Regions from separate parts of the Gasterosteus aculeatus genome. Here region 1 is linked to region 2. Evidence: chromatin contacts called from public Hi-C data. All regions are on one chromosome and are shown on one strand. The core of a region is the stretch at or near the end of the contact, and the rest is flanking DNA. Distances in the headings are between cores, read along the strand shown. Region 1 overlaps fut8b (fucosyltransferase 8b (alpha (1,6) fucosyltransferase)). Region 2 holds the start of fut8b (fucosyltransferase 8b (alpha (1,6) fucosyltransferase)).

What was found. Hi-C and Micro-C count contacts between places; a contact is called where the count stands out from the background.
Region 1: a Hi-C map of liver shows a contact between it and region 2, with 1.7 times the contacts expected there. The contact joins the enhancer-like site here to the promoter of fut8b in region 2. A contact is called at or near these places in 2 of 6 Hi-C or Micro-C datasets (liver and whole body).

The regions. Positions count from the first base shown.
Region 1 is chr18:8,495,485-8,498,184 of fGasAcu3.hap1.1, reverse strand. All of the region lies in intron 2 of fut8b (fucosyltransferase 8b (alpha (1,6) fucosyltransferase)), which reads right to left. Among protein-coding and RNA genes, the nearest start is that of fut8b, 40 kb to the right of the region's middle. Within about 2 kb of position 1,309, at least 2 of the 9 cell types and tissues checked have open chromatin away from gene starts, as enhancers often do. A contact at or near this core is called in liver, where this site is marked.
Region 2 is chr18:8,454,999-8,457,698 of fGasAcu3.hap1.1, reverse strand. fut8b (fucosyltransferase 8b (alpha (1,6) fucosyltransferase)) reads right to left here and starts at 1,286. Exons shown (of 10, transcript XM_040160709.2): 1 at 1,045-1,286.

The sequences.
Region 1 (2,700 bases), core at 60-2,559, 40 kb before region 2:
GACCCGTCTTGCTGCATACCCCCCCACCCTCCTCTCTGTTCAAGCCTCCATCAGTGGGGAGCCATGGCCTTCGACTTAACGGCGCACTCACTGAGCAGGCGGAGAAATTACGGAAAAGGAATGATTATGTAACGGAATGATCGACGGAGATAAACCTTCACACACGTTTTGCATCACGGGGATACATTTGCCTTAAAGTTCACACTTCCTCTCTCTGGGAAACCTGTGACTGCTCACTCCACCTTCCTGTCCCAGATCTCTTGAAATAAGACCCAGTTCAATTTCCTCCTCGAGTATTACCTCTATTCCCGTAGCTCAATCCGTTCAAACAATAATCAACTCGATCTCCCACAGGCCACACCCTAACCCACCCTTCCATTGTTCAGGCAGACTATGACATCATTTCCCTGGGGGCTTTAAGTGTTGCTAAAACTGTAACATACTGCGGACTAAAAGACGAGCTATGGCAGCAGGGCCCGATGAGCCACAGCACTGAGCCCCCCCCAAAAAAAACAGAAGCAGGTGAGGATCAGCGTGCGACCCAGTTTCCTCTGAAATGGCGGTACGGCTGCTCCACGGGCTCCCGCCCCCCCTCATCCGGTAACCAGTGAAGTTCACACGGCGATCAGAGCCGGGCGGAGCGGTTTGATTGTCGGCGGCCCGGGTGGCACTGTGACTCATCCATATTTCTGCTGTTCGATTTAATGTAATCTGCTCCACTTCAAAGAAAACCCGATGCGCTGACCTGGGAAGCCATGCATATGGATGGAGATGTAAAGTATTCGGGGAGGCGTAGATGAAAGCAGGCTACGTGAACGCAATTTGCCTTAAAAAAAAAAAAAAAGAAAAAAAAATCTGAACTGGGCGTTTGATTTCACGTCGCCTCGCTCTGCACCAACTACATCCGGGGACGCGCCGCAGAAGGAACGGATCCGTCCCAAACGTTGCTGTGAACTCAACTGTGTTCAAGCACATCACTTGACTCCAATAAGTCAAGCTAATAAGCCACGGGAACGTGTCGGTGGGAACATGAGGGTAAACACGGCGGAACATCCGGTCGGAACAATAAAAAACGCTAACACCGTGCACGACTGTACAATACTGCATTGTGCATGTGCTACAGTGCGTCGGTTGTGTTCATGCAAATGTTTCTTCATTGTGTCTAATCAGGTAATCCTTGACATCGCCTTCCTCTGCAGTCTTCCTGTTATGGCCACTGACCTAAACGGTACGGTTCAGAGTAAAGCGATTCGGCGCGGTGCATTCCCACGTCGCCTGCAGTGAAGCCTCAGCGCGGCCACGGCGAGCCAGCTCCACCCGAGCCCTGCTCCACAGAGATGAGCTGACAACCCACAGCTCCACCAACGGGGCTAATGCGTGTGTGTGTGTGTGTGTGTGTGGTCAACCTTCTCCAGCTGGGCCTCAGTAATGTAAGGTTGATGTCTACCGAACGTTTTGTGTTGTCTATAGTTTTCACCAGCGTGGTAATGGAAGTAAGGTAAATGGTCGAAACAAGTGTGACTCTTGTCTTCACTATCCGGGTTTAACTTGATGTTTAATCAGTGATCCAACATGCTGCTCGAGAACTTTACAGGTGGACATCGGTTCCAGCGCACCAAACTGCGTACGTACGTTTTTTTATAGTTTTGTAAATGAATTTGAATGAATCTGATTTACTTGCAACACAGGGCCCCAAATGACGCAGAGATGCAAAAGGTTCCACACGAGATCTCAGGGCCATTCGACGGCAGCCTTCACAACTCCTCCCACCGCCACCGCATTTTTCCTGCTTGCTGCATTTCCGTTGGCGCAGTCCTCACGCCATCCATCATGATTCGCCTCCCCTTCCCCTCCCTCCAACCCTATGTTGGCATGCCCGGGTGGAGGCGGGGGGGAAATCGATCAGGTCCTCATCGCTCAGCCCAGCTGTCACTCTCAACCTTCGCTCCCTCCGATGTCACACCACCGGGCCGGCGCGTGTCACTGTCTCCGCGAGAGCCGTGGCTTCGCGCCCGAGGTGACTGACAGCCGCGGAGAGGGCGGAGCCAGACAGACTGAGCAACTCGACCTGGCGATCACCTCTCATTAATGCTGCGGGGTGATTGGTAGGTTGGCGCGTTGCCTGTCACTGAAATCACTTAAGGGTGGCCTGAATAACCGAATCACTGGACTGAATCTGTAGGCCAGGCAGGTGATAGTAATTTGAATCAGAGTGGTGATTGATTGATTGCACATGACGTTTGCACTCAGCAGAGCTAGATAAACCCGATGAGCAGTGTGCTATGAATATGTTCAGCAGGTCGACTTACTTTGTGCCTTCATCCTCTCAGTGATGAAAAAAGTGCATTTTGTGATTAGAAAAAATTTATTTAAAAATCAATATCTCATGCAACTGCATCAGCCTGAACGAGAAAATGTAAACAAGATCCCTTCAGGTATTTGATGAATGTGTGTGGTTAAATCCCCCCTCTGTACTATAAAGCACTCCCAACGTCGTGGGATTCTCAACACAAAAGGATGGAATCATAAAAAAAATGTAGGGTGCTTCGGATGAAACCTTTACGATCTAATGTCAGCGGGAAGGGAAAACGGGTTCCGTCTTTTCTGCAACATTCAGCGAATCTTCTCAGCCCGGAACTGCAGAACGTGTGTGAGTCGGCGAATCGGGGTTCGGCGCGCCGGGAGCACGTCGATCAGTAC
Region 2 (2,700 bases), core at 37-2,536:
GCTGTGTGAGCTGTCCATTTGCATGTCATCCTTAACAGTCTGTGAAGGCAGACACACATCTTCCACAGAGGTGGGGGGTTTGAACCTCTAACCCCCCCAGCACCAGGATGCCAGACTCTTTTAGATGAGCTACACTGAAGCACATACACCGTCTGCCTGTGCTGCCACCTCTTCTATCATCATCATCATCCGCTGTGTAAAGTGCCCCCTCCTCCCATTTCTTCCTCCGACTGTCCAGAGGAGGTGACAATAAAAATATGAAGCTCGGACTGAGCGTAATGTGACGTAATGTGACGCATTATAAATCATTCATAAAAATAAATAAATGCAACACACTTCCAAGACGAGCAACAAAACGAAACGCACGCCCGGCTGCGAGGACTCTTTGCCGGACTAACGGGCAGCTGCTTTGTCCACACCGGAGGACACACGCACACTTGCCAGGGCGCCTCCCCGAGAGTCATGTGTCTCTTATTTCCTCGTTGTGTGCGTGTGTTTGTGTGCGCGTGGGGGTTAAAAGGCGAGTGCACCCTCGCCGGAAGGTGATAACTTGAGTTATGCGGCCACAATTTGCTGGATATAAAAAAAAAAAAAAAAAAGCAAAACAAACGCACCCCATGCAGACAGCTAGCTTGCATGCTACATGCTTGTAGCCCCTGTTGATGCCCGTTAGCTGTGAAAACAAACAGCATCACTCCGCGCGGAGCAGGTAACGGACACCAGGTGGAAGTGTTCAAACACTTCCACTCTCTTCGCCCGGCTGAGAATAACCATCGGAAGGGCGAAAGCGCGGCGAGGGGCGCTGCGAGGTTCACCGGGCGGAACACCGCGAACCGAATGCGTCCGAGTAACGGGCACCCGGTGTAACGGGGCACCAGAGATTCCTAACCTACCGCGAGCGCCCTGTGGTCACCGGGGGTCTCAGCGGCGACGCAGTCAACAGGGCCGGGGGGCGACGACGTAGCGGGGAGGGGGAATCTGTGAACCGAGCAACCGCAGCTACCAAAAACGTTTCCGCCGCGCGGCGGGGATGGTATCGCCTACCTCGACATGGTATACCGGCTTCCAGCGGCATCCGACCGGGGCTGCGGAGACTCGGTCTGGCGCAGCTGAGGATGGCTGTTCCCTTAACAACAAAAAAAAGCCTGCGGCGGAAACAGGAACTGGGGGAGCTGGGATCTCTGAATACGGCAGTCGAGGCGGCTCTGTGGGGATCTGCTAGGTGGATGGCGTGTCAGCGCGTACCGAAGGGAGGCGAGGGGGCTATTTCATATCCTGTCCTGACTTCAGATTAAAAGCCTGCGCGGCCACTGGATAGCTCGCAACGCACCGGTTCGGCCTTTAAACAGCTATAATTTAGTGATTTATTTGCATTTGACTGCTGTAGCTGTGAGGAAATGACAGATGTTTTTATTACGGTAGGCAACCTTTAAGATTAAGAACAATACATACTAGGTCAGAAATTCGTTCTCTAGCAGAATGAGTGTTTTATTTTGACGGCATGGCGGGTTCATTTCCGGTGTGTTTCTGGCTGTCACCGGCTGACTTGGCTACGGATGGAAGGCGGGTGGAGTGGAAGCTGCAGTGCGCACACCAGCGTTATTTTGTTGTACTGCAGTCGGGCTCAGACAGATCGGACAGACAGGTCTGGTGCCACCGGGGTGATGAGGGGCACAACGAGGTGCAAAGTTTCCATTTTGAAATTATTATTCAACTTCTTGTTAATTAGCCATCATAGACAACATCCCACGTCTAAATTGTGTTGAGGTGATGGCAGATGTCTGAGATGTCTCAGTGTGTGACCAAATAAACCCCTAAACTCTTATACACAAAAACATTTGAATGTTGACAACAAATGGCCCAAAAAAATATTCTTCAACTGCATTTTGTTTTCGCCGCCAATTTTCCGGAGCAAATGACAAAGTGGTCTTACTGAAGTATAATTAAAGGATGAGTGGGCTACTGAATGGAAGTCTTAATGTTACACGATGCAATTTACAGCTCTGCATGACTCAGCTTTTTAAGAGATTGATGATTTCTTTGCTGTAAAAGGTCTGGTGCAATGGTCATCCATTTATGTTGGTAAACCGCATACCTGAGTGGACACAGCTTCTAGTCAGCAGCTACACACTATAAACCCCTCTCGTAAAGGCCGGAGCTCAGCAGTCTCCCTGCAGAGACCTGCTTATTCAGTAACTCACAGCCTTGGTTCACAATATCCATTTTAATCTGGTCTCATTTGCTTTTCTTCATGTCAGAGAAGAATATTAGCTTTTCATCTATTTGAAAATGGATGAAAAGCCATTTCATCTTCAGGTTATTTTCAAAGCTAAAGAAAAGAAATCAGAAGCCAAGGACCACTCTGTTAATTAGGATGTTTTTCTATCCCCCATTTTCAGTCCAACTGGAGACACTAAATCAAATTCATATTACCCCAGGGCTTTTCATTTGGTGCTGTTTGGCCATCTATCTCTGAGTAAATATCCAGCATGCCTCTGAGAGGCCTCAGTCCAGCGGCGAGGAGCTGAATCACAATAACAACCACCACCTACGTTTGGTACATACATATTTCCCACTGTGATCAACGGACTCCTAAAAATGATGCAGTGGCTCTCTCGTGTGGCGTAAAAGCCACAGTGCACTCCAAATGTTCAAGGGGTTAGACATTTAAAAAATGGAAATGTGACTCAGTAGACCTTT